Linked DNA regions of Mus musculus: regions 1, 2, 3, 5 and 6 are each linked to region 4. A link is a contact called in public promoter capture Hi-C data. All regions are on one chromosome and are shown on one strand. The core of a region is the stretch at or near the end of the contact, and the rest is flanking DNA. Distances in the headings are between cores, read along the strand shown. Region 1 holds the start of Mecp2 (methyl CpG binding protein 2). Region 2 holds the start of Idh3g (isocitrate dehydrogenase 3 (NAD+), gamma). Region 3 holds the start of F8a (factor 8-associated gene A). Region 4 holds the start of Mpp1 (membrane protein, palmitoylated). Region 5 holds the start of Haus7 (HAUS augmin-like complex, subunit 7). Region 6 holds the start of Hcfc1 (host cell factor C1).

The links. Promoter capture Hi-C pulls out the DNA fragments that hold promoters and counts their contacts. Capture Hi-C pulls out chosen DNA fragments and counts their contacts.
Region 1: a promoter capture Hi-C map of erythroid cells shows a contact between it and region 4, with 37 times the contacts expected there. The contact joins the promoter of Mecp2 here to the promoter of Mpp1 in region 4. A contact is called at or near these places in 3 of 39 promoter capture datasets (the HPC-7 cell line, erythroid cells and second pharyngeal arch cranial neural crest).
Region 2: a contact with region 4 is called in a promoter capture Hi-C map of erythroid cells, with 36 times the contacts expected there. The contact joins the promoter of Idh3g here to the promoter of Mpp1 in region 4. A contact is called at or near these places in 2 of 39 promoter capture datasets (cranial neural crest and erythroid cells).
Region 3: a contact with region 4 is called in a promoter capture Hi-C map of erythroid cells, with 22 times the contacts expected there. The contact joins the promoter of F8a here to the promoter of Mpp1 in region 4. A contact is called at or near these places in 2 of 39 promoter capture datasets (erythroid cells and pre-B cells).
Region 5: a contact with region 4 is called in a promoter capture Hi-C map of erythroid cells, with 28 times the contacts expected there. The contact joins the promoter of Haus7 here to the promoter of Mpp1 in region 4. A contact is called at or near these places in 2 of 39 promoter capture datasets (erythroid cells and pre-B cells) and 2 of 9 other capture datasets (adipose tissue and liver).
Region 6: a promoter capture Hi-C map of liver shows a contact between it and region 4, with 2.6 times the contacts expected there. The contact joins the promoter of Hcfc1 here to the promoter of Mpp1 in region 4. A contact is called at or near these places in 1 of 39 promoter capture datasets (erythroid cells), 2 of 115 datasets of contacts at active chromatin or transcription factors (astrocytes and large pre-B cells) and 1 of 9 other capture datasets (liver).

What each region holds. Positions count from the first base shown.
Region 1 is chrX:74,084,205-74,087,057 of GRCm38.p6, reverse strand. It overlaps Mecp2 (methyl CpG binding protein 2), which reads left to right and starts at 1,368. Exons shown (of 4, transcript NM_010788.4): 1 at 1,368-1,548.
Region 2 is chrX:73,785,371-73,788,178 of GRCm38.p6, reverse strand. Idh3g (isocitrate dehydrogenase 3 (NAD+), gamma) reads left to right here and starts at 1,282. Exons shown (of 13, transcript NM_008323.1): 1 at 1,282-1,404. The coding sequence starts at 1,324. Ssr4 (signal sequence receptor, delta) reads right to left here and starts at 1,156. Exons shown (of 6, transcript NM_001166480.2): 1 at 873-1,156. The coding sequence starts at 939.
Region 3 is chrX:73,226,859-73,229,558 of GRCm38.p6, reverse strand. F8a (factor 8-associated gene A) reads right to left here and starts at 1,253. Exons shown (of 1, transcript NM_007978.3): 1 at 1-1,253. The coding sequence starts at 1,243. The coding sequence ends at 98.
Region 4 is chrX:75,129,740-75,132,439 of GRCm38.p6, reverse strand. Mpp1 (membrane protein, palmitoylated) reads left to right here and starts at 1,424. Exons shown (of 12, transcript NM_008621.3): 1 at 1,424-1,715. The coding sequence starts at 1,614.
Region 5 is chrX:73,457,495-73,460,479 of GRCm38.p6, reverse strand. It overlaps Haus7 (HAUS augmin-like complex, subunit 7), which reads left to right and starts at 1,451. Exons shown (of 10, transcript NM_028633.3): 1 at 1,451-1,645; 2 at 2,391-2,506. The coding sequence starts at 1,541.
Region 6 is chrX:73,964,864-73,967,638 of GRCm38.p6, reverse strand. It overlaps Hcfc1 (host cell factor C1), which reads left to right and starts at 1,282. Exons shown (of 26, transcript NM_008224.4): 1 at 1,282-1,828. The coding sequence starts at 1,636.

The sequences.
Region 1 (2,853 bases), core at 119-2,618, 1.0 Mb after region 4:
CTGATATCCAATACTTTTGGCTCAATTTTTAACATAAATCTTAACTATCACAACTTATCAGATTTCAACTGCTACTGTCCTGGTTAAAGCCTTCATCATCTATCTTTCTTCAACTGCTGCCAGGACCTCTGGACCAGCCAGTTCTTCATTCTTCACTGGCAACATAGGTTTTATGGTGACAGCTAGTGACTCAAATATTTATCAAGGGCTTCTCATCTCAAAATAATCTCCTAGTTCTTTTGGTGGCCTAGGTCTCTCTCCAGTCACACTGGCCTCCTTAGTAAGGCAGGCATAGTCCTTCCTTAGAGTGTTTAAACTTGCCTAGAATGTTTTCCCCAATTACCCATATTGGGAGACGACATGAGGGCAAAAGCTAGAGGGTATCATAATAGCACTTCTTTTGTCCTTGCCCTATCTATTTCAAAGTCTTTATCTCTGTGCAAAATTTTAAGTTCTACTTTCTTGTATGTTTAGTATGACTCTTCCTTACCAGGAGTCTAGTTTGTCTCCTTGTTCAGTACTAAAACAGTGCCTAGCAAATAAATGAATAGAGAGGGGAGCCAAATTTGAATCAGAAAGTCTCTTGTTGCATAGTGTTTAAAAAACAAACAAAGAAAGAAAGTCTCTTGTTGAGCATTTGTTTAGCACAAAGAGCATTGGATGCTGACTGGTATCAGGGTAAGGCTGCTTTGACAATGCTCCCTCTGGCCTCACTCCCTTTTATACGTACTTCCATCAAACCATCTGATTCAACAATGACAGACCGATCTCTTATGGGCTTGGCACACACCATCTGCCCATTATAAACGTCTGCAAAGACCAAGGTTTGATATGTTGATTTTACTGTCAGCCTTAAGAGTGCGACATCTGCTAATTTAGTGTAATAATACAATCAGTAGACCCTTTAAAACAAGTCCCTTGGCTTGGAACAACGCCAGGCTCCTCAACAGGCAACTTTGCTACTTCTACAGAAAATGATAATAAAGAAATGCTGGTGAAGTCAAATGCTTATCACAATGGTGAACTACTCAGCAGGGAGGCTCTAATAGGCGCCAAGAGCCTAGACTTCCTTAAGCGCCAGAGTCCACAAGGGCCCAGTTAATCCTCAACATTCAAATGCTGCCCACAAAACCAGCCCCTCTGTGCCCTAGCCGCCTCTTTTTTCCAAGTGACAGTAGAACTCCACCAATCCGCAGCTGAATGGGGTCCGCCTCTTTTCCCTGCCTAAACAGACAGGAACTCCTGCCAATTGAGGGCGTCACCGCTAAGGCTCCGCCCCAGCCTGGGCTCCACAACCAATGAAGGGTAATCTCGACAAAGAGCAAGGGGTGGGGCGCGGGCGCGCAGGTGCAGCAGCACACAGGCTGGTCGGGAGGGCGGGGCGCGACGTCTGCCGTGCGGGGTCCCGGCATCGGTTGCGCGCGCGCTCCCTCCTCTCGGAGAGAGGGCTGTGGTAAAACCCGTCCGGAAAATGGCCGCCGCTGCCGCCACCGCCGCCGCCGCCGCCGCGCCGAGCGGAGGAGGAGGAGGAGGCGAGGAGGAGAGACTGTGAGTGGGACCGCCAAGGCCGCGGGCGGGGACCCTTGCTGGGGGGCGGGTAGGGGCGGGACGTGGCGCGGGAGGGGCCCGCGGGGTCGGGCGACACGGCTGGCGGATGGCGTCCCTCCTCTCTACCCTCCCCCTCCCTCTGCCGCCGGTGGTGGCTTTCTCCACTCGTCTCCCGCAATCGCGAGCGACGGTTCTCAGCGCGATCTCCCTGGAGCCACCTTCGAATGACGCCCTCCCGCTGCCCGCCCCATCTGTGCGCATCCTAGGCCCCAGCTGTGCAAGCGCCCTTGTCGTCTGGGCTTCGCCAGTTGGGGCTGCGCGCGCTCCTGCCCTTCTTGGGGCTTTGGGCCTCGGCACTGTCGCGCGCCCGCGGTCCCGGCCTCTCCCTGGATCGCGCTGTCCCCTTCTCCCTCGCGCGCCCCCACTCCCGTTACTTGCTCCCCCCTCACACACACAGACTGGCGCGCGTGCGCAGTCCATCTCCCGTTGGGAGAGTGCGCCACAAGGGCTCCTGAGCTCTTACCCCCATCTCTGGGTTTTGCTCCCTCCTCCTCCTCTCCCATTCCGTGACTTTTTGCCCCCACTGCAAGCGAGTCGGTCCATCAGCTCCATTCCCCACTTGGCAGGAACAAGTTGAGGGTTATTGTCCACCCACAAAAAGGACTAGACATTATGTTCCTAGGTCCCACAACTCATCATAAAGAGATGGTTGTAGTTCTCATCAGGAACCGTGGGCAAGGGACTGTGCGTTCCTCAGCACTCGAAGCTCTTCCGTGAGACCATGCCCGCAGGGTGCTCTGGTTCTTTGGGGATGCTGTGCTGTGGCTTCGGAATATGAGCGTCTTCCCACCCTCCCTCCCCTCCCTTCGCCAGCGATCATCCAGTTACATAAGTGGAATGGGACGTTGTATGTAACGGGCTCTCTTCGTCCTGGAGCGCTCAGGATCGCCAGTACCAAATGGGGCGAGATCATCGCATCGCTGTGACTCCTGTCACTTATCTTTGAAAGTTCATTCTCTTTTTAGTTTGGTTATGGCTGAATCACTGAAAATAAAACACAGGTGACTTTTATGTGGCAGTGGCAATGTTTCTGAGGTTTTGCACTAAAGGTTTAAAGTCATCATGGAGTCTAAAAAAGATTCCCTCTCACAAGAGAGACCCTGGTATGACATTGTTCAGTATGGACCCCTGAAGGGCAAAGCTTGTTAGGGGATACCTCTATGCTGGTTCCTTGTATGTTCGGGTATAGGTTGATCAAAACAAAAATGGGCTCCACCACAAATTTGATATTCCTGACTCATAGTC
Region 2 (2,808 bases), core at 33-2,532, 1.3 Mb after region 4:
CATAAATGGCAGGAGGAAAATGCCTGGGAATGGCTCTCAAGGCCATATTCCACCAACCCTTCTGTGACCTGCTCAGCTGGGCCTTTCCCTGTAGACACTATGGAACCCCTAATAGATGTTACAGCCAGGTTTGTCTTTTTAAGACACTGCTAGCAACAGACTGAAGGATTCTCTGAGGGGTGGGTAGAAGGGATGGCCAGAGGCTACCTGTATGTACAGAAACCAAATCGTCCTTAGTTCAGGCTCTCAGGTCTGAGGTGCTAACATCTTTCAAAACACATGCCGGCACTCCAGATTGAGCTCAGCCCCACTACCACGTTACAGATGTCTCACAAATATCAACGGGTCTGTGCACGGTTCAATTTTGCTATGAACTTTGGGGTGGGATATACCAAGGCGTCACAAAAAGTCGAGGCTCTGGGCACTAAAAGCCCTTGCTCACTTCATCGGTTCCCTATCTAACTCGCCTAGTGCCCTTACTCTGATCTGCCTCCCTCTCTTAGGTTTCTCTTGGGGAAGCCTGGCCTATGCAGCATTGGTTCGTAGCTGCCAGCACTGCTCTTGTGCGACTACCTTTTGACACAGGAACCAGGGACATACATATCACCTTCCCTGCTGGAGCTGGTGGTCGGAGCATGGTACTGCTTTGGGGGTTCTCCCAAAAGCAGACAAGGAAGCAACCTGGCTGTCGGGTAAACGTGTGTGTGGTGCTTTGGTCGCCACGACACAACACCCATCGGGGGAAGATCCCGTCAGTAGCGACGAGCCCCGGGAAGGGCCAGATCCCCACCTCGCGCACACCCTTCCTCCCCCCAGCACCACCTGCCAACAGCAGGGGCGCGCCCCGAAACAAGCTCCGGCCAGGCCGCTACCTGAGCAGCAAGATAGGCCAGACAGCAGGAGTAGTGCCAGGGCGCCGAAAGATGCCATCGCCGCCATCGCCTCTTCTCTTCCGAGGGGAAAAGAGAGCAAGCCACCCTGGACATGCGGAGCAGACGAGGAAGCGCGACGCGTAAGCGGCCTCAGCACCCAATCGTGCGTCGGCGGGCTGGGTCGGGCATGGTGACGTCGCTGGCGGCACTGACGTGTCCGCTTCCCTAGCCAGGGTCCCAACCGGTCGCACTTCCCTCCTTCTCAGCCTTCCCCTCCCCAAGATGGCGGAACAGTGCTCTAGGCACCGGAAGGGGGCGTAAGAACCGGTGTGACTGTGCGCGTGCGTAATGCTAGCGTTTTCTCAACCCATACCCCGGATTTCTCGCTGTCCCCAACTGTCGCGAGAACGGTGCTTAATGTTTTGACCTGTAGAGGTCCTCACTTTTCGTCATGGCGCTGAAGGTGGCGATAGCTGCTGGCGGTGCTGCAAAGGCAATGCTCAAGCCAACTCTCCTCTGCCGTCCTTGGGAGGTGAGTGGTGAATGGGCGGTGGGACATTTGCAGGCTTACAGAGGGACTTAACACCCAATTGAGACCCGGAGTCGGGTAACGGCTCTTTGAGCAAACACGGAATTCGATTGGCTGTGCGAGCCATAGGAGGGGCGGGGAGAGGGCTGCACTCTGGGGTTCACTGGTTGCTTCTGCTGTCCGTGAGGCGGTTGGCCGAAATTGACTCTGATCTGGCTCCTCTGTGCCTTCCTCCGGAAGGGTTGGGAAGGTAGACCGCAGTAGCTAGGTGTCCCCTCCGTAGTGTCCTTGTGGAAGCCCTTTTGAAGAGGCCACGTGTCCTGGCCCACCTTGCATGTACCATCTAAGCCTGTTTCTGGACTCAGTTCCTCCTTGGTTTTCCCTCTCTTAGACTGCTTTGCCCTAGTGGAGGTGGAAAATCAGACTTTATCAGTATCTCTCTCGCTGTGTGTCTCTCGCTGTGTCCCCGCGTTCCCTCTCCCGGTTTCTCTCTGTCTCGTCGAACACGCGGTTTCTCTCTGTAGCCTGGAACTCACACTGTAGACCAGGCTGGCCTTGAATTCAGAAATCCTCCTGCCTCTGTCTCCCAAGTGCTGGGATTAATTAAAGGCATGCACCGCCGCCATCTGGCTATCCATAATCCTTGATCCCTCCAGATCTTCCGCCTACCAAGCACCTAGATACTTGATTCTAACCAAAAGGCCAACAAACAAGCCCAAACCCCTGTAATGAGAGTGAACCAGGGTTCTAAGACTGGAAGCTTCTAGGGCTTTGCTTTCCTGGTTCTTTCTTTGGAGTCTTGGTTAGCTGGTTTAGCTCCTGGGTAGCACTGCTTAGCACCAGAAAACCAACAACTAGCTCTGGGGAATAAGAGCTATGACCTCTAGGCCTTGCTCTTCCACTGACCTAGAATATGGCATTAGGCCAGCTCTCTTTTCTCTCTGGGTTCCAGTGAGGAGAGAGGACTTTATGTTCTCAAAGCATTTGCTGACTCTGACCTTCCAGAATGCCATGGGGTTTTTTGTTGTTGTTGTTGTTGGGGTCTTGGGGGCTTTTTTGTTTTGTCTTGTTTTGTTTGGGGAAGGGAGCTACATATGCTACATGAAATTCTATTTAAAATAGGGACTTCTGGTTCAGCCAGATGGCTGAGTGGGTAAAGGCACCTGCCTCCAAGCTTGGATACCAAGTTTAATCCTTGGAATTCTTGTAAAATGCAAGGAGAAAAAGGACCCCACAGAATCATCTTCTCATTGCCACACGTGTGCTATGGCTTCTTCCTCATTGTTGAGGAAAGACCAGCAGCATATAGAGGATTACTAGAGACCCTGATGGCTCCAGAAGCTAGGCTTCTGTAAACTCTTAATGAAGACCTTTCCTCCTGAATGCTTGTGTGCCTTTGTTGGGATG
Region 3 (2,700 bases), core at 4-2,503, 1.9 Mb after region 4:
AAAAACAAGACAAAAACAGACAAAAAAAACAGAAGCTAGATCACATGTTTCATCACCTGTCCCCAAAGATAAAACAAGTTGGTAAGAAGGTGACTTATCAGACACCCTGTCCAGAGGGAGAGATGGTTTCCTGCAGAACGAGGTGGAGGAGGTGGTTCTGCTCAGCGGTTAGCAGTGGCCACATCTCCACCTGCAGCTTCTTGATGCCTTCAGTGTCCTTTTCTTGGGCAGCCATGACCAGAGACTGCAATAACAGAAACAGCTCCTCAGGAAGCTGGCCGCTGGTATCCTGGCCATGGCCATCGAAAGCCTCCCAGGAGTACTTCTCCAGGGTCTGGGCATGCTCGGGCAGCAGCTTGGCAGGTGGTGGTTGCAGGAGCAGCAGCAGCAGTACACGGGACACCTCACACCTGACTAGGACGTCAGCAAAGGCACCGAGTGTGCCAGGTGAAGGCGCAACAGAGCCTGGGGCGTGGTCCGGGGGCTGCGGGAGGGGCAAGGTCGAGCCCAAGACAGGTCTCGGCTGGGGTCCCGACAGGGGTGGCTGGGGCCCAGAAGGCGGCTGCGGCAGCAGCTCGAGTTGCTGTACCGGGTGGCCCCCATGCTCCCGTGCCAGGCGTTGCATGCGTGTAAATAGCGCCAGGGCGCCTGTGTAGTCGCGCGCCAACAGCTGGCAGGAGGCAGCATCACCAAGCGCTTGCAGTGCGGCCAGTGGCATCAGGGGCAGGTGCAGCTGGGCAGCCCGCTGAAAGTGACCGGCAGCAGCGGCCGGCTGGCCCACTGCGCGAAGGGCAGCAGCTAGTTCCAGGCACAGTGCAGCAGCGGCGGCAGGCTGGCCGAGCTCGAGGTGCAAGCGCACAGCGGCGCCGAGGGCGCTGGCGGCCGCCTGCAGAGGCTCCCCGTAGGCGGCGGGACAGCCCAAGCGTTGGCGCGCGTCGCACTCCTGCCGCAGGAAAAGTCGGGCCGCCTCTGTGAGGGCCAGCGCTTCCCCGGGCCCATGGAAGAGCGCCTGCTGGCAGCGCGCCACAGCCAGCTGGCACCAGGCAGCATAAGGCAGGCACTCCTGGGCGCGCAGCTCCCGGGCTAGCTGGGCGAACTGCTCCCCGGCCTCGGCCACGTTCGGCTTCCTCAAGAAGCGCTTCTTGAGCTTGTTGGACACCTGCCGATAGCGTGCCAAGAAGTCCCCAGCCTCTGAGCCTGGCCAGGCACCGCCGCCCAAGGAGGACGCAGAGCCCGCAGCCATGTTGACCGGCTAGCCGCGCCGCCTTACTTCCGGTTGAGGGAGGGCTGAGGGGGAACAGCTATGACTAACGCTACGCTGCGCCTAGCCCACAATGGGATCACAATTCATCACCTCCGCTTCCGCCTCAGGCGCCCCAGCGCTCTGCTGTAGCCACAGTGATGTGCAAAGTGCTGTTGAAGGAGGGATATGGAGGACTATAAAAGCCAATCAAGGAAGAAGGGCTGGGTGCCTACCCAAACAGTCCCCGTATGGAATTAAATTCTGCGGGGGTGGGGCTTGAGTGACGCAAATGGAGGGGGCGGGTCCAGTGCCAGTCAAATATGCAAAGGATTTCTCTGCTGCCAGGATTAGCATCGTACCCCTCACTTCCTCAACAAACATGAGACCTGACTGAGCAAGCTAGTACAGGTCCTGCCATGGTGGGAGCCTTTGCTAGTTTACAGCTTATTTACAATCATATACACATTGATATACATATCACCTGCAATCATATACACATTGATTTTGAAAGAGTTTTCATGAAGGATTTTTAGCAGGACATGCACTACCAAAGGCACTTTAAATTAGCTATTGTACATGCATGTGTTTCAATTTATACCAAGTATTTAAAAACAAAGAAGGGATTCCTTTTACTTTATTTTGAACTATCTCAATTAGTCCAAATGATTACCTACCAGAACTTGAACAAAAGGGGGGAGTGTACATTATTAAATTTATATATAAAGGATTATATACTTGCACCTAGTAGAGAATTACGTGCCTGAAAATAATTTGTCAAGATGTACAACAGAAGCTAATTTTCATTTCGCAAATTCTCTTGTCTTCTCCTTAGTTTTTCATGGTGTGATACACTTGGATCCTATCCTCCAAATTCTAAAAAAGCAATCCATTGATCCAAAAGTCAAATGAACTCAGCAAATAAAGGATGTGTTAATTTTCTACTCTTATCGTGAACCAAAAAATAGAATTGTGCATAGCAGACCTATCATTTAAAAGCATCAATGGAGGCCTGAGAGAAAGCTTACTGCTTAAGAGCATTTGTTGCTCTTGCAGAGGACCTGAGTTCATTTCCCAGTAAAACACACAGACACATAAAGAAATAATTTTTAAAAACCATCAATGTCTTGATCAATCTCTCTCTGTCTCTCTCTCCCTCCATCCCTCCTGCCCTCCTGCCCTCCCTCCCTCTGAAAAAAGCCAGTATACCAATTTCTCTCTTAAATGACAACCTATCCCATAGAACAGTGATATATCACATATGTACTTTAGGTTTCAAATGAGTGCATTTATGTATATTGCAAGCAAATGTAAAACAATAAACAACATAATACAGCACATAAATAGAAGAGGCAGGCAGCAAAGTATTATCAAACCAGGCACTTACAACCTTTAGCCAAAAAGACTTAAGATAGCTTAATTAGTTAAGAGAACAAAGGGAACATCATTAAATTGGGCAC
Region 4 (2,700 bases), core at 175-2,674:
GTAGGAGGAGGTGACTGGGAGGAGACAGTGAGCAGGATACAAAGTGAATAAATACAATAATATATATGATAAAAAGAATAAAAAGACTTGATTATGTGTCATGTTATAAAAATATATAATTACATTTTCCTTAAAAATATATACTCTCCAACATCCATATATTTAAGTGGAATAAAATATTCTGATTTTTTAAAGTTCTTTTTCTTATTTACTTATTATTAGTTTTGTTTTGAGACAAGGTCTTATGTATTCTAGGTTGCCCTCAAACTTACTGAGTGACTGAGAATGACTTTGAACTTCTGATCCTATTAACTCCACCTCCAAAATGCTAAGATTATAGGCACGCACTATCATGAATAGTGTGTGCATTACTGAGAGTTGAACCCAGGGATTTTGCATGCTAGCTAAGCAGTCCGCCAACTGAGGTTCATCTTCATTGTGTATCACATAAACCAAGGTTCCAATTTCATCCTTTCCAGTTCCACTGTCAGTTAATGAAAGGCCTTATTTACTCACCTAGCTGTTTTTATTATTGAGTACCTTTGTATATGGGCACAGAGGTGTTACATAGTTGATTATTCTGTAACATTGCTCAGTGTATTCTCTTCCTCTGTACCAAGATCTCCTCCTTTGCCCTTCTCTCCTCCCCTTTTCTCTTCTCTTCTCTTTTCTTCTCCTCTCTCTCCACCTAAAAGTAATTCTTCTAGGGACGGGGGAGAGTGTAAGCTATCAATCATACAAGCTCTGAATTTTAGGACAGGATTCCCAAGGAGCCTTTAAACCCAGTAAACATTCATTTTGTTTAGAAAGTCTTTCATTAGTCTCCAGACCATTTGGAAGTTTAGGGCGTTTACTCCAATTCTTGAAGATTATTTGTTCCATTTGCTTCTGTTGATTCCTAGAAATTGTGTGGCATTAACAACAGGAGATCTGGCCTAAGGTAAATAAAACCAGTTTGCTCTTGAGGGCAGTCCCATCTTTCCTCGCTGAATAGCATATACCAATGTAAATGATGGTACCAGCAGCACACTTTTACAAGTCTAAACCTGGAAAGGTGCATTGGCCTTGGGACCAATTTAAGAGCCCCTACATTCTTCAGGGTAGCTGGTTGATTCCTGATGTCAGGAGCAATCTGGATGTAAAGTTCACTCAGCTAGTTGCAACTCGTGGTTGGTAAAAGAGCTGCAGTTGCAGTAGTTGGACATTTTGGGATCCGCTTCGGTAGTTCACAGGTCGTGCGAGTAAGAGAGAGAATGGAAGCTCCTGTCTCGGAATTTTATCTTTTCAGGGATGCTGGCTGCGCATCTCGACAGGGCCCGCAGAGGCGTGGTTAGAGCGGAGCTTTCAAGCAACGCTAAACTGCGCCTTCTCCAATCGCTAAGCACAAGGAAGGCCAAGGCGTGGGTGGGCTTAGGGGCGGGCCAGGGTGGAGAGTAGGCGGAGCGTGGGTACTGCTCTGCTTGGCCCTCCTGGCTCTCAGCGCAGCTCTTGATCCCTGCCTCCTCCGCCGCCTTAGTCTAGCTCGTCTCTGAACAGGCCGCAGTTCCCCGATTTGCGATTCCTGGGCTCAAAGCTCTGCGGCTACTGCGTCTGGTTGTCTCTGCTCCTGAGAGATGACGCTCAAGTCGAGCGAAGGCGAGGGAGGGAACAGCATGCGCACCGCACTTTCGGACCTCTACCTGGAGCACTTACTACAGAAGCGTAACCGACCTGAGGTTAGCGGGACCCCTGGGGTCCTCTGGGTTCGGGTTGGGTCTAGGATCCAGGCCTTTCCATCTGCTGCTGGATTTTTCCTATCCATGGCCTTGTTCCCAAGCGCTCTGTCCCCGGATGGCCAGATCTTGGGTGTCTTGCCCCCAGGGTGGAGGCCTTAGCACTGGGCCCGATTCCTGCTGAGATCTGGGTGTGGTGGATAGTTGCCTGGAGCAGCCCTCCTAGGTGAAAATCCCGAGAGGCAGGCCAGGACTAAATGAATACTTAAGGTCAAAGAAAACTTGCTCATGGATGGAAGTCTACTAACAGACTTGAAGAAGGAAAATAAGACTTTAAGGAACACATCCAATAGTAGATCTGCCTGGCTGTTATTGAGCGTTTGTGTTGTTTCACAGACATGGTTGTGAAAACCAACTTCGTGCTCTAAAAAGCTCACACATTTCCCTCTGCATTTCATTTCAGGGGGTCTCCTTGTGCTATGCTGTAAACTAAGGTAGCATTCATATTCCAGTGTTAGACAGTAAATAGTTATTAATCTAATATGTCAGGCCTCCAGAGGTGGTTGTGATTAGATTCTATGTAACATGTCTCCCCCTCCCCATTCACCTACGGACCCTGCTCCCTCTGCTCCCCAGTCCCTTCTCCTGGGAGATTTATGATGCTGCTTGTGATACAGCGAAGATGGCTTTGTGATAGGAAGGTACAGCTATTAAACAACATACATTACTTACACAAAATGTTCAAAGATGATACTAGATGAAACTGAGGAAATAAATCCAAAAACCTTTACAGGAATGGTAGCTATTATGTGTTTTGATCACTTTTTTTTTTTTGATAAAGGGAAAAAAAGAAAAAGTGAAGAATTAATACGAGAAAAAAATCCATATTATGACAGTTGTATTCTGGTTCCTCAATTCTGGAGCTCTGTTTCCTTTTCCCTATCTCTGGTGTCATTTCCCCTCCCCAAGCTAGTTTTGGAAGTATGGT
Region 5 (2,985 bases), core at 202-2,701, 1.7 Mb after region 4:
AACTCTCCCTATGTGTGTGTGTGTGTGTGTGTGTGTGTGTGCGCGTTCCCACACATATATATGGGAAGAGTATGTGAGAGTATACAGGCCAAAGGTCATTGTTGGGTATCTTTTTCAGTTGTTCTCTACATTATTTTTAAATATTTATTTTTATGTGCATGCGTCTTTATTTGCATTTATGTCTATGCACCATATGCATGCTGTGTTCAAGGAGTTTAGAAGAGGGCTTTGGGTCTTCTGGAACAGGAGTTATAGCTGGTTGTGACCTGCCACATGGGTACTGGGAACTAAACCTGGGTCTTCTGCAAGAGCACCAGCCATTAAGATTTCTTAATGGCTGAGACATCTTACTTTTTGAAACAGGGCCTCTCACTGAATCTGAGATACAGAGTTTTTTTTTTTTTTTTTTGAGACAGGGTTTCTTGGGTTTCTCTGTGTAGCCCTGGCTGTCCTGGAACTCACTCTGTAGACCAGGCTGGTCTCAAACTCAGAAATCCGCCTGCCTCTGCCTCCCAAGTGCTGGGATTACAGGCGTGTGCCGCCACAACCGGCTACAGAGAGATTTTTAAGCGGACTGAGTGGGAATGAGACACAAGAGCATCCATGAAAGCCAAAGGTAGGATGGAGATGTGGGGCCTGGTCAGCATAATGATAACAATGAACATTTACCTGTCAGACTTCACCTTAGGAATTTCATAGAAATGATTGCTTCTTTTCATCTTCATTTGTAAACCAATGAAGTAGGTGCTCTCATTATCCAACATTTATTTGAGGGCAAGGAAGCACAGAGAGGTTAGGTAACTGGCCCAAAGTTTTCTGGGTGTGGTAATGCTTACCTGTTATCACAGTGCATTGAAGGCTGAGGCAGGAGGATCACAAGTTTGAAGTCAGTCTGGGCTACAAAGCCAAATCCTGGTTCAAAGTTCTCCAAACAAAACAGACCACACAAACCAAAACAAAAGTCACACAGCCTGTGATTGGCAGAGCCAGATTTGAATTTAAGAACTTTCCCTCTGACTTTGTGTGCAAAGGAGACAAGACAGAACTTTGGGCCGAGAAATGGTCTTAGTTTTTCTATCAAAGCTTGCCTTCATCAGTCAGGATCCATCTACTGCCAAAGAGAACCTGAACAAGGTAGGAGCGCCTCCTCCTGGATGAGCCCGACCTCTTTGAGTCCCTCACTTCTGCCTCTAAAAGGAGCTACTCAGCTTTTGGTTAAGTCCTACTCGGCCCGCCTCCTCCTCTCTGCCTCTCCCCTCCAGCCCCGCCTTTAGCCCGCCTCTGTCCTATCCTCGCCCAACCCTCTTCTCTGCACCCTGCTCCCTGAGGTGCGCGCAGGCAGTGACAGAGCGGCAGCCCAATGGGAAGGCTTGTTGGAAAAGAGGGTGGGCCTTTGTGACGCCCGTCCCGATGGTTGGCTTCGCTCCTGCCGCGCGGGTTGGTGGGCGGAGAGACCTAAGAAACTGGTGAGCTTTTAGCAGTGTGGCGGCGGCCTGTAAGCTTGGGGGGCGTGAACCAGTTGTAGTTCAGAGCGCGAAACATGGCGGAGGAGGGTGCCGGTGCCGGGTCTGATGACAGCTACTACAAAGATGTGGGTGATGACTGCGTGGTCAAGGCAGCTGTAGAGGTGTTCGAGAAGCTGAAGGTACTGTGAGCCAGGGGAACCGCTCCTTGATAGGGGACCAGGTGGGGCCCCGTCCCAGTGCCATTTGGAGCTTCCTGTGGACATTGACCGCACCACAGGGGTCCACAGTGGCAGGCCCTGGCAAAGCTTTGGGGGGGGGGGCGACTTGCGGACCATCTGTCTTAGGTCTTTGGAGTCCTCGGACCTCTGCTCGTGCTGTTCCAACAGACCATTGCAAGATTGAGGCTGGGGACTTGGAGCCCATGAAAAATGGAGAACGCGGGCCCCAATCTCAAAGAGCTGGAAGTGGGTGGAGTTGGGTTTGAGGGGACAGATGGGCTGAACACCTTGCCGTTTTGTTGGGTCAGAGACAGTGACCTCCAGGTGGGTTTAAGGTACATGCAGCAGTGAGGAGCATGACCGTGTAAAGTTAGGGAGCTATCCCAGGCCCATTGAACCCCTTGCTAACCTCCCTCCCATCTCCCCTTGCTACTGACTCAGTGATCACTTTCAGTCTCCCTCCACTGCCCCTCAGATTTAATCGTAGTCTTCTTAACCCATTCTCAGGCATGTTCCTAGTTTTATGGCCGTGAAACCCAGAGGGAACACACTTAAAAGTGGTGGGGCAGCAAGTCACAGGAGCAAATGTAGGGTGAAGATGAGGGACTTGAACTTTTGACAAGGCCAGGAAGGGGCACAAACTGATAGAAATGCTTAGCCACCCCACAGTAACCGGCTTCCTCTGACTTGCCTTTTCCTTGTTTAGGGTGTAAACTGCCCCTTCCTCGACGGCCTGTATATTACAGAACCAAAGACAATTATGGAGCTGCTGTGTAGGCCCTCAAAGTACCGGTTGGACATACTGGAATGGATGTGTATACGGTAATGCTCTTTGTTCTTTCCTTTCCATGAAGTGTCTTCTGGGGGAGATGGGAATGTGTCATTTTAGAGGGTCCCATAACCAAGCCAGCTCCAGGAAAGCTAACTGAGCCATGACCAAGATGGTGGGGAGGTGGCCCTGGCAGTACAAGATGGACTTTAATGAAAGCCCTTTCTGCACCAGGCCTCCTGGGCTTTTGATTGTGTTGAGGCTATATGATGTGGTTCTTGTCACTGAGCTCTGATTACTGTCAGCTTGGACAGCACCTGATGATCAGAGAGGGACGTTGCCCAGAAACCCAGTGACAGAAACGGGCCTTCTAGATTGTTTCCCTTCTTTTCTACCCCAACTTGCAAAGAACAGAGGTTTTTCTTAGTCCATCCTGAGGGCAGTGCTTCTAGGACAGCCTAGGCCTTTTCAGTGGAATGGAAGTTGTTGGAGTTTTTCCTTGCAGTTTTCTGTGGAACCAGTTCTGTCCAGC
Region 6 (2,775 bases), core at 33-2,532, 1.2 Mb after region 4:
GAGCTCATGGCGTCACCTTCCGCTCTGGCCCCGCCTGCAGCTACCCGCTGTAGCTGGGTTCTAAGTGTCGCAGAGTGTTCGGAGCGGGAAAAGAGATGCTTCTCAGCAAAGGGTGCAATCGCAGTATTCTTTGCCACCCTTAACTACCATGTGTCATGCCGCCACTGCTAGTTAAAGGCCATTTCTCTGGTTTGTGTCCCATCAGCGACCTGGGAGACAGTTCCCAGGGGGCGTGGCCAAGCGACTGAACGGAGTTAGATTTTCATCCGGGCATCCCTAGATGCCGCGGCCATCTTTGTTTTGTGCTGAAACTCGCTATTGACGCCCGCAGACGACCGGGCGTGGGGAAGTGGCAAGATGGCGACTCCCAGAGTGGAGGCGTGGAAGAGCCCTGGTGGGGGGGAGTGCAGGGCGGGGCACTACTGCACCTGACCTGAACTCTACTGTCTCTAGCTTACTGCACAGAGCACCAACTCGCCCGCAAATAGACAACGCACTGGTTTTTAAAGAAGCTTTTAATTCTTTATGAGCTTTGGGTCCTTTAAGAGGCTTGAGACCAGAGTCAAAGACGTGCGAAGGCGGGGAGGAGGGGGAAAGGTGACGTCTTCTGACCCCGCCCCCTCGCCCGATAGCCGCCATGTTTAGTTGTTACTTCTTCACACAAGATGGCGGCTCCCAGGGAGGAGGCATGATCGCCCTGCCGTTACCGCTTCTTCTGCCGTACAATTGTCACTTCGGGTCTTAACTCCTGCTCTTTCGAGCGGCTCCTGTGGGAAGGAGTCTTAAGGAGGGAAGCGAGGATTGGACGCTGCCTTGCGTTTGGTTTGCTGTGGAAGAACTGTCCAGGAAGAAGAGGATAGGTGGGGTGGGGGGGGGAAGAGAAGCTAGTCTCAAGATGGCGGCTCCCAGGGCGGCCGCCACAGCCTGAATAGCAGAGGCGGACTCAAGGGAGAGGTGCAAAACCTCTCGAGCCATACGGGTCGGGGCTTCGAGCAGCAACTGAGAGTTGGAGCCCGTTCCGCCAGCCTCTGACACGCCTTTATTACTTAGGAACGTTGGGGTTCTGCGATCGGTGGTTGTACTAAGTGCTGGGTGGGGAAGCAGGACGGTTTCAAGATGGCGGCTTCCACAATTGTGGTCTGACTGTCGGCGAAGTTGAGACAACCGCGGCATTTGTGGCTCTTTTCCACCCGCCCCGGAAGCCAGCCAGTGCTGGGGACGGGGGGTGTGGGAACCGGGCCGGGGCTCCGCCATTTCCGGCGGGGGAGGGCTACGACTGAGGAAGGGAGGAGAGAGAGGCGGCTCAAGATGGCGGCTCCCAGAGCCTCCTGCTCGAGGTTCTAAGCGGGAACACCCAGGCAAATAGTTAGAGCGACGGCGCTCAGTGGCCTCCAGCTTCTCGGGAATAGGTGCTCTGCAGTTCTGAGAAGCTTTTAAGGATACGAGCTGAGTGAGAAGGGGGGGAAGAGCCAAAGGAAGGAGGATAGTTAAGATGGCGGCCTCCATGGAGTCGTCCACCGCTGTGTAAGGAGCCGCTTCTTCGTGAGAGCTGCCTTAGACGAAAGGGGGTGTGTGAAGAATTAAGGGTATCCTCCCATTCAGTGACCTCTTCCCACTGCATCCTTAACCGGAACTATGGCTTCGGCTGTGTCTCCCGCAAACTTGCCAGCGGTGCTTCTGCAGCCCCGCTGGAAACGGGTGGTGGGCTGGTCGGGTCCCGTGCCCCGACCCCGCCACGGCCACCGTGCAGTGGCTATCAAGGAGCTTATAGTGGTGTTTGGCGGCGGCAACGAGGGGATAGTGGACGAACTACACGTGTACAACACTGGTAAGTGCTACCGCCCTGGGTTTCTCAAAGTCTTCCCTCCATCTCTCTCCTAACCCTTCTTTTCCCTATCTTCTCTTTTCCTATCTCACTCCCCTGATGTGTTTTCCTTCTCTCTTTGCACTTATTGCCATCTTTGCTTTCTCCCTGATTTTTCAACCCCCGTTCTTACACCCCCGTACTCTTCTGTGTTTAAAGGTTGCATTTCGGTACTTAGAGAAACCCTCTACTCCGACTGGTGAGGGGGAGGGGATGTCGCGGGCGACAGTGACTTCAGACGTACACCGTTACCCAGTGGGCTGGGGCTGGCGCGGCAGCGGATGTGTTCTCTTGGCGCAGGCGGAATCCTCCCCCCTCCTGCGATAGTCCTCATCTCCAGCGCCCATGCTCGTTCGGGAGAAAAGATAATATTTAGATCACAGATCCGTTCTCTACACCCAGAAAAAAAGAGGGAAGCATTCTTTAAGGTGCAGGCTTTTAACAGACTAATGAGACCCTCGTGGCAAATACGAATGGCATGATGACTATACTGCCCCCCCCTACACACACATGGGGGTATTGTACCAGTTGTGAATTTTTGTAGTTTTTTTTTCCTTCAAATTATTTCTTTTCCTAATCTGGTGCCTTAACAATTGAGTTCCCCCACCCCGCCCCCCATAGCAGACTGGAGGGCTCAGTGTGTCTTTTGTGTGTGTGTGTGTGTGTGTGTGTGTGTGTGTGTGTGTGAGAGAGAGAGAGAGAGAGAGAGAGAGAGAGAGAGAGAGAGAGATTGAAGGGGTTAACTAGTGCCTCCTTCCCCAAACCCAAGCCCTTGCAAATTGGGAGGAGCCTATCTGCAGGTATAGCTGATCTAAAGCCTGGCCTCTGTCCCCTCCCTTATGGGAGCCACATGTTGTTCCTTGCTTGCTTCCCTTGCTCTGTCTTTAGGGCAGAAAGCTTTGAGTCCTTCT